2 separate regions of the Urocitellus parryii genome follow, and region 1 is linked to region 2. The links are chromatin contacts, called in public Hi-C maps. All regions are on one chromosome and are shown on one strand. Each heading gives the region's core, a stretch centred on a gene start, on an enhancer-like site or on the middle of the called end of the contact. The rest is flanking DNA. Distances are from core to core; before and after follow the strand shown.

Region 1 (4,878 bases), core at 1,130-3,629, 210 kb before region 2:
TCGAAGTTCTTCTGGATCCATTAAAAACAGCAAGGAAACTGTTCTTTTGAGTGACAGCCTAAGCTGCTAAATATTAGGTGCTGTGAAATATTAATGCCCCAAATACGAGGTAATTAGCTTTAAAAAAATTGTACTTTCTGAAAAATGAGTAGTGCTTTTTTTAAAGTCATAAGTTTAAGCCTTCAAAAGGGCAAAAACTAACTTTTTATGTCCAAAATGTTCGTGGTAACAATAAAAAGGATGTTGAATATAGGAAGGAAGTTTTCCCTCTAAATCTCACCTTTAAAAAAAATGGAACAATAGCTGTCTCAGACATTCACAGAAAAGGTGAATGAAAACTTGTATTTTCACTGTCAAAGTGAACAGAATAAACTTGTTGAGTCCTTAAAAAGTAAAAAAAAAAAAAAAAAAAAAAAAAAAAACTTGCTTTTTTCCCACTTCAAATTAAGATTATGAAAGGACCGCCTGAAACCGTGTATCTTGTGAACAGATTTACCCAAAAGAGTGGATGGAACCTAAAGAAGAATGAACCCAAGTCACTTAAAGACTTTTGTTTAAAACACACAACCACATAGATAAAAATAAGTCTTGGAAACAAATTCTACACCTTACAAAGGTAAATAAAAAAGACAAATACATATTTTATATGTTTTATTCACAAATTTTATAATACCAGTCACACATTTCAAAACCATTTATTAGTCAGACCACTCAGTTTTACACTAGACAGAAACCGTCTCTAAACAATATATTGGTGGTTGTTGTTAAAGTGGCCTTTTAAAAGGGGTTCACTCTGCTAAAAGGAGGCTCATCCTGGATCATTGCAAACACTAACAACTAGAAAAAGCTAAACCGTAGATACAAGCTTGAAAAATAACTTAAAAAGTAGTACTGGGAAGCTATTAAAACTCATAATTAACTAAGTTTAACAGTAACTTAAATGACATATCGCTCCCACATGAATCCACAGAAGAGGAAGACTACAGGGAAATATAAGGTGGCAGAGGACCACTTCTGTCAAGGGGTAAAGAAAAGCACGCCTTCATTATCAGTGAAGGGAGAAAAAAAGAGAAAAGGAAGAGGAGGAGGGACTGAACTTTTCAGAAAAACTACAAGTGCCTGTACCCACTGGGCCAGTTCTCCACCTACAGGTTGGATAAGATCTCTCCCCCCCTCCACCCAAACCCCACCCTCAGCCCAATTTCCCATATTTGGGGGTAAATTAGACCCTCCGATAAGAGAATAAAAGTTTGATCTAGCCGCCCCCACCCCAAAATGGGGCTGACGGGTGTGAGCAGCTGCCTGGCTGGCAGGGAATGGATTCTCCTCTCTCTCTTCCCTTTCGCATCATGTGCTTTTCAGGCGCCATGTTGGGCTCCTAACAGGCCGCTGCTCCACTCGGGGCCAATGCCCTATACCCACCCACCAACAGCTCGCTCCCAGGTCCCCCTTCACCTCCTTCCAACCCACAGAGCACAATTACCCAAAAGGGTACTGGGGGAAAACGGGAGAGCCACTCCCCACCTTCCCAGGGGCTTAGAATCATTTGCTTTAACTCTTAGTTCCCCAAACCACAAACTGCCTTTAAAGTCTCCCCCACCCGAAAGGGCTCTATTCACAGCGTGTGCGTGTCGGGGTATACAATGCGGTGGCCTAAACGGGAGCTGGTAAGCGGAAACGGGACTCCACCCTTACCCTCCCCACTCCCTCCCCTCCAGAGGCCCACGCTCGAAGCCTGGGCCAAGGACCGAGCCTGAGTTGGGAATGGGGGGGGGGGGGTTGGAGAGGAGGAACACCGTCCCCCTTTGGATGGAAGCGAGACCTGGGATGAGGCTGACACTAAAATCAGGGAGTATTAGAAGAATAGGAGGCTGCGGGGTGTATAAAAACCTTGGCGGTTTGGGCCTCGATGAGAGAGACGATCTCCTTGGCGAAGGGCAGGTTCTCCTCGGCTAGAATGGTCAGCATATTGATGTGCGGTTTGCTATTGAAGGTCAGGTCTTCGAGCGATGACTGATAATCCCGACAGGCGTCCTCCCGGGCCCCCGCAGCACCGGCCTCGGCCGGCGTCTGCTCTGACATTGCGCCGCGGCCCCCCTCCGAGGTCCGCCGCAGCTGAAGCTGAAGCCGCTCTCGATACCCCGCCTCCCTTCCGACTCCTCTTCCTCTCCCCGGGTCTCTCGCGGCTCCGGCTTCAACACATGCTGACCGCGGAGGGGGGTTGGGGGACGACACAGGGGAAACCTCGGGTATGAAACGCCGCCGTCTCACGGGTGATCTCCGTCCACTTCCAGCCGCCACAGAAGCTTCTTTCTCCACAGACACAAAATGGCGGCGGCAGTGGCGGCTCCAGCTCCGAAAATGTCTCTGTTCCCAACCGCTGCGTCGTGCGAAATGAACTAGGGGAGGGGAAATGTGCGGTAAAAGGGCGGGGCCGTTGATAAAACCAAAAGTGATTGGCTCGCCCGGAAACGTCACAAGCCCCGCCCCCGTCTCTTCCGCAGGACGTTCTGGCACCGCCTTCTTCTCCGGCTCTGGTCGGGGCTTTCGCAACACCTACTGCTCAGAGGTGCGGTGGAAAAGACCGCGCTTCTCATTGGCTGATTCATAAGGGACTGTTCGGTCATTTGTAACCATAACAACCCATTCCGAGAAGCCAATAGGGCTGGGGAAGGCAGTTCCGGAGGACCAACCCAACCAGTTTAAGATGAAAGCTCAGCCGTCGCTTTTCCGTCCCTCCCTGCGGTCCCGCAGCCACTGAGAGGCTCAGTCAATCATCCTCCCTCCCGCCTGTCCAGACAGCCCCGGCCCGGGGAGACGCTGGGGGAGCTAAGCCCTTGGGCCTTCACACCCGCTCGTCTCCTTCGTCTCAGGTGCTCCGAGTGCCTGGGCGGGTCCTGCCGGGCCTTCTGTCCCAGCGCGAACTAAGAAGGGGGAGGGCCAGTTTACCCCGGAACCAAGGGAAGACTCACTAGAGAGCCCATAGCTTCCCACACTCACGAAAACACCTACGTCTGCATGCTGGAGATAAATCCCCAGGAAAAAAAATGCCTTAATTTAGAGATTGCGTGTGAAAGCATTTTCCCTAGAGGTTTGGAGATTGTTAGAGAGCCCACTCAGATCTCTAGGAACCGTATCACAACAGCCACACCCAACCCGGAGCCTAATAACTGTACTGCTGAATCTTCTACACTGAAAAATAGCCTTATTTGGTGCACATAGAAAAATGTGTATACATTGCGCCAGTACATATTCAACTTCCGAGAATCTTTTCTCTGTTTTCTAAAATCTATTTGAAGAGTAGGATTCAATCGTGTTTTCAAAACACACAAAGCATTCAAATGGTTCTACGGTGGAGCTGCGGCATAAAACCATAAGCTAAATGTAGTTTTTTTCAATAAACATATTAGCCTAAATATAGGCTAAAAAGATTATTACATAAATTAATAATAACCATTGCCCTTGTAGTACTACGCACTGTGGAGATACTTTGTTGTAACCCAGAAGAAACTTGATCTTTATTTGTCCCTAAAAAGTAGCATTTTTCATTTCTTTCCCTTTTTTGGCAGCATTATTGAGATACGACTGATATATACAAAACAGCACATAATTAAAGTATACAACCAGGTTAAGTTTTTTTTTTTTTTTTGAAGTATTGTGAAAAATGTATTTTCCAGGTTAAGTTTTAACTTTTGTTTTCCATTTTGTTGTTTTGTTTTGTTGGTACTGGGGATTAAGCCCAGGGGAGCTTTACCGCTGAACTAAATCCCCAGTCAGTCCTTTTTGCCTTTTATTTTGAGTTAGGGTCTCACTAACTTGCTGAGACTGGCCTGGAACTTCACAATCCTCCTGCCTCAGTGGTTGGAATAACGTGCACCAACCTGCAGCCTTTCATTTGTTTCTAGTATGATATTATATGAGTGAGAAGTAAAACCTGGGGAGGAGAGCTTGTCTTCCATTAGAAGCTAAGAAATATTGCTGAATGTTTATTTATTATCTCAATAATTGCATCCTGTGTTAGTATTGATATGTAGTTTAATGAACATTGTTAAAATTAAATAAATTTTGAAGTTTCTATATTTCAGGAGGAAAACAGCCTGAGTAAAATAGTTTGATAGCTTTCCTTGCAATGTCAAATGCAAATTAGTCACTAAACTTTTAAAATCTTCCTTTCATTTTTTATACCCTTTTAACATCAAATGAACTTCTAAAAAATTAAACATTTTTGAAGCTCCGATTTGGTTTCTGTTGTATCCCTCTCATGTTATACACAGAGTAAGCAATTAATATATCTTCATATATAAATTGTCAAACCTATATACCCACAAAGCATATGGAAAACTTCAAGTGACTAGCAATCATATTGTTTGTTATACTGCCACAGCAATGTTTTTTCTTTAATTATGAAGAACAACACAAATCTACAAATGAATGCATAAAACCTCTCCTATGGGTTTTCAGTGCCAATTCTTTAATCAGGATATACAATTGATTGACTTGCCATCAACATTAAGCCCCAGTTATCTGCCAATCTCTATACTAGGTGCATTGGTGAACATGATAACCCCCTTGGCCCTGCCTTGATGAAATTAATAGTCCAATAATAATCCCATGGAATAATATCCAGAGGCATTTTCAAAAATCAAGCCCACTAATTATTGTGTTTCCACAGAATACAAATACTTTCCATTGTTTTTGAGCAAAATAACTACACCCTTCCCTTGTTTCACAGAATGTTTACAAGAGAAGTTAATTCCTCACAAAACCTCTGTTCTGGGCAATCATGCACTCTTCTGATGTAAATTTGTGATGTCATCAGAAAGACTGAAATGTGTATATTAAACATAGAAAGTAGAAAGTAAATAAGGGAATAAGAAT
Region 2 (5,033 bases), core at 1,511-4,010:
GGCTACTTAGAATATTTTTCTTGACACTATCTAATGATCTTTTTCAAGGGCATATACTATGTTTTAATTTTTAAAAGAAGTCATAACAATTCTCTAAGAAATATTTTATGGACATTAACATGAAGATTCTAGAAAGGGAAGACAGGAGATCAACAATAAAATACACAAAAAGAAACAAAACCTCCAGTGAAAGGTAAAATATTTTTAAAAACACTAACCAGGAAAATCTTAAGAAGTACAACATAGTGTGTCCATTCATTCCACCATTTATAACTTTTATAACAGGGATGGAGAGGGGACAGAGTTGGAGACAGAAAACACAAGCTCTTTTGTTCAAGGAATTTAAAATCTATTTGCTCAATGGATAACTATCAATGAAATGATACAAAGGTAAAAACAATATATGCAAATTTCGGACTTCCATACTGCAACTGCTTACCTGAGAGCCAACTGTGTTTGGATATCTCACAGACATCTCAAAGTTTAATAGGTAACAACTGAATTTTTAATTTTCTTCTCAAACCTCTTTCCATGAAATTTTCTCAATCTCAGTAAATGGTAGTACTTTCTAACAAGCCAGTAAGGCCAGATAGCTAGGAGTAATCTTTCATTCTTTTCCTCATGTGCCAAATCAAACCATCAGTAGTCTTAGAGTCTATTTCCATATTAGAAATCATCATTCACTTCCACCATGTATTCTGCCACCACCTTAATCCAAACCACCATCATCTCCTGCTTATGATGCTGCATTAGTCATCTAACTGCATTATCTGCTTTCTACCCAATCTTCCAGACTCATCTTATTCAAGAGTCCTTCCTGAATAAGTTCCAGCAACACAGATCTTTTCTTAGGTTCCTGAACACAAAAATATCAAGGTTTTTTTTTTTTTTTTGCCACAGGTATGTTGTGTATCTTATTCATTTCATTTGTAATCTTCCTCTCTTTCAAGGCTAGATAATTCTCATCTTTAAGGTCTCCACCGAAATATCAACTCCTTAGAAAGGACTTCCCAGACCATTTTAAAACCCATAGTTCCCCTGTTATTTCCTTTCTTAAATCCATGGATAAAAGATATATTTAATTGGGAAGGAATCCATCCTGTTCACCATTGTAACCCAATATCTAGCAGTTCTTGGCACAGAGGGAGATAGATAAAACTATCTTCAGCATGAGAAAATAATGACTGGGCACTCTGTGATCCAGTTTTGCAGAGTTAGGAAAGCCTGCCTGCCTTAAAAAAAAAAAAAAAAAAAGGCCTTGCAAACTGAGAAATAAGGAATGAGTAAGAACATGCCAGTTGGGGATGGGTTTAGGTTTGGAAATAAGAGGGAGGCCTGTGCCTCTGATGAACATATGACACTCCAGGATTAGGGAGTAGCTCAGTGATAGCACTTGCCTAGGCTGGATGAAGCCTTGGGCTTGATATCCAACAACAGTGAAAATAAATAAATAAAAGCATTTTGTATGGCTGGTGCCTAGAGCCAGAGTTGGAAAATCTCTGGGGCTGGAGAGGGAGACAAGGATAAGACAAGAAGGGGCTTGTAATCTATGTTAAGGAACACAAAAACATCAAAGAGTTTGATACTTAAGGAGTTTGGATTTAAAACTGCAGGCAAATAGGAGCGGCAGAAAGGTTTTAAATGGTCAAACTTGCAGCTCTCCTGCTCCTGGCTTTCCTGGCACGCGGGATCTCTGTAGCCCTCTGGCGGGTATTAAGGTCTGGCAATGTGGAGACTGGATTAAAAGGTACCAAGACTGAACGCAAAAGAAATACTTGGGAGATTACTGTTACAACTACATAGCATAGGGGTCAACCCAAATACCAGTGAATGTGGAGAAAAGTACAGAGATTTGAGATATTCGTGAAGCTGTTATTATTGGCTGGATGTGAGAGATAAGGAAGAAATCTAGAAAACTCCTAAAAAGCCTAGACTTTGTCTCGGTTATCTCCAGTTTGAGCTCACCCTGTGTCTAGTTCGACAGCCCAGTGTTCTCAACAAACGTTCACATAGTGATCCCAACGGCACGGTCTAAAGTCACTGACCCTTTTACTCTTGTACTGTCAAAGCTTCGCTTTACAGACAGGACTCCAGAAAAACAAACAACAAAGAATGCCTCCGGGTCTCATCGACGATGACTCTAAGAGTCTCGGGAGACCTCGGAGTGCTTCCCCAAGAACCTCTTTTCTAGCTCCTCACCTAAGTCAAGACTGGGAGACAGCCAGGGCGACGCCGAAAGGCCGCAGTCCAGATAGACCCAGCAACTCGCCAAACACCTTCTACTCGAATCTCCCGCGTTCCCTTCCGCCGGAAGTGACGTTTGAGCAGTGGTTCCTCAGAGCCAATCAGAAAAGGCTCCGCCGAGGGTCACGATTAACCGCGAAATCCTGGGGGCATTTGGAAGCGACCATTTTTTGTCAAACTGGGGTAGAGACAAGGTTTGAAGAATGCTCTACCCCGACTGGTGAAGTAGTAGTACAGCCTGCAAAATTAGCTTCCGGGGAGACTGAACTAGCTTGTCGTAGGGACTCCGGAAAGGGGAGGGAGTGGGTGGGAGAGCCCTAGGACTGGGGTCTGGCCCGGTGAGGAAGAGGGAATTGAAGCGGACTGGATGGGGTTGGCGCTGCCGGGAAGACAGGAGGGGGCGCTGTTCGGAAGCGTAGCAGGACCTCAGACGGAGGAAGGGAGGCGACAGCGGCGGGAGGCGCAGCCTGGAGTGGGTTTCTTGGAGCTGAGAGAAGAAAGGGGGCGTAACCAACAAGGAGGGACCGAAACCTGGCTCGCTAAGGCATGGGGTTGCGGACAATACGGAGGTTTGGGGAGACCCTAGAACAGAGGGTCCCGTTAGGCGGGCATAATGAAGGTGAGATGCTAAGAGCGCAGTCTTTGGAGGACTGAGCGGTCCGAAGCAGTGCTTTACTTCCTACTACCTGAGTGACCCAGTTTCTTCATCTATGAGTGGGAATAAGAGTCGTACACTAGACAAGGAATTGCTGTGGTGGTTGAGTTAGATGCGTGCCATCATGTCTAGTGATATACTGGCATGCAGTGAGCCGTCCCTAAGTTGTTATGGTAGCTATCTTTAACATTAGTGGGATTTGCGGAGGAGGACAGGGAGTGTTGCATTGGGACTAAGGTGGCCGGGGCAGGGTTTGGCGGTGACAATAAAGGCAGAGGTTACAGCGTGACCTGGAGAAGAGGTGGGCTTGGGGGGCACTGCAGATTGGGATGGGGTACAGACCCTGGCCTGATAAGGGCCGACTGGTGGTGTGACCTCAGTGAAGGTAGGCTCCAAGGAGAGGATGGCACGAGAGGGAAGTGGGGTGGAGGCGGCGCCCTCGGGGACAAGTGGTGGCGAGGCTGAGAAGCTGGCAGGCTTTAGGTTTCCCGGGGGAGGAGCCGGTCTGCAGCGGGCGGAGCTGAGGGCTGGGGCCGGGCTTAGGCTAAGCGCGGCTGCCCGTGTCCCTCTCGCCTTCACACCCGCGCTGCTGCCGCCAACCTGAGCCATGGGTTACCCAGCCCTCCTGCTCTCGCTCCTGGTTTTCTTGGCACCCGGGACCTGTATAGACCCCCGGCGGGTACTAAGGACCCTCAGCAGCCTGCACTTGCCAACCAACCCCGCATCCCGGTCCTCTGTAGCCAAGAATTACTCAGTTTTTTATTTCCAACAGAAGGTAAGGGGGTGGGAGGGGGCGGGGAAGCTTCGAGTTCCCGAGTCCCAACCGCTGGGACCTCGGTCCTGTGGAGTCCGGGCATTGGAGCTCACTCTGAACTTCAGACTCCCTGATACCTAGGACTGTCCAGTCTTTGGTTTACACATTCCAGAGGATGGCCTCAAGTCCCCCAATTTAAAAATTCTCCTCCCACTACCAATAATTTAATACCATTCCTGGCATCCTTATTTTTCTGTCTTTGAAACAACGGAAACTTATTCTCTCACAGTCTGAAGTCCAAGTGCACCATCCTTTTCATTCAGTCTCTCTATAATTGGCCACAGCAGTCACTTAAATTCCCCTAGCTCTTAGAGAGTTCCTCAATCTAAACTCCTTTGACTTCTAAATTCAAATTATTGAATGCCAACCCTGGTCCTTAGTCTTTGGTGACTGTCATCTTTTGCCCCAAGGCAGTCCCTAAATACAAGTTCTAATGTCTGTACCTATTAGATAATATAGAATATTAATGCAATCTAAAATGATAGCTTGTCATTTCAGGATCATCTCAAAGATGATTTTGTGGGCCTTTCATTAAGAGTTTTTGGCTGTCCCTGTTCCCTATCAGACTGAACACATGGCTTGTGCCTGTAAAAGAAGTTATAGGCATATGGCAGGATTTGAGGTGGGTGTTGGGGTCACTGAATCTGATCTGTGACTTGAGTTTACAGTTCTAAGACAGGATTTATGAGTGCTTTTATGGTTGGCTTATGGCATTTGGTATTACCCCACAAGTCTAAATGGAAAAGTACATCCTATGTGAAATAACAGGGAATTCTAATGATTCTACATTTCTAGGAGCCTAAAGATAGGGATTAGAAGGAGTGCAAGGGTCTGATCTTGGCATTAGGAGTCAGACCAGGATTCTACCCTGGTAGCTCTGTGATCTTGGGCGGGTTACAGTTTGTTGCTGAACTTATTTTCTTGATTTTCTGGGGTTATGGTAATGGTTAAATGGGAGCAGATGACATATCCCTAGCAGAGTAGCTAGTCTGAAGCAGGCACTTAATAAATGTATGGTTACTGACCCATCTGAATTGCATAGGAATTTAAAATAAAGGAATGGCATGAATTTGTAGAATAATTTATAAGCAAAAATTTTTTAACACAGAAAATTGAATTTGGATTTAGGAAGAGAAAGTGTTTTACTTTTAGCAGAGATACCAGGAAACAAGAGTGTTTTTCTTTGGAAACGCCTTTAACTCTCTCTGACGTAGCTTCCTCATTTGCAAATTGACAAGGACCACTGTGTCTAATACTTTACTGAGGAAAGTTAAGGGCTCCTTGGGGGAACTAGCTTAGAGGGAAACTAGTTGGGTAAAG

The links. Hi-C and Micro-C count contacts between places; a contact is called where the count stands out from the background.
Region 1: a Hi-C map of muscle shows a contact between it and region 2, with 4 times the contacts expected there. The contact joins the promoter of Pcf11 here to the promoter of Prcp in region 2. A contact is called at or near these places in 2 of 2 Hi-C or Micro-C datasets (liver and muscle).

What each region holds. Positions count from the first base shown.
Region 1 is chr4:73,166,283-73,171,160 of mUroPar1.hap1, reverse strand. Pcf11 (PCF11 cleavage and polyadenylation factor subunit) reads right to left here and starts at 2,379. Exons shown (of 16, transcript XM_026384655.2): 1 at 1,891-2,379. The coding sequence starts at 2,082.
Region 2 is chr4:72,958,345-72,963,377 of mUroPar1.hap1, reverse strand. Prcp (prolylcarboxypeptidase) reads left to right here and starts at 2,760. Exons shown (of 9, transcript XM_077797646.1): 1 at 2,760-2,863. The coding sequence starts at 2,858.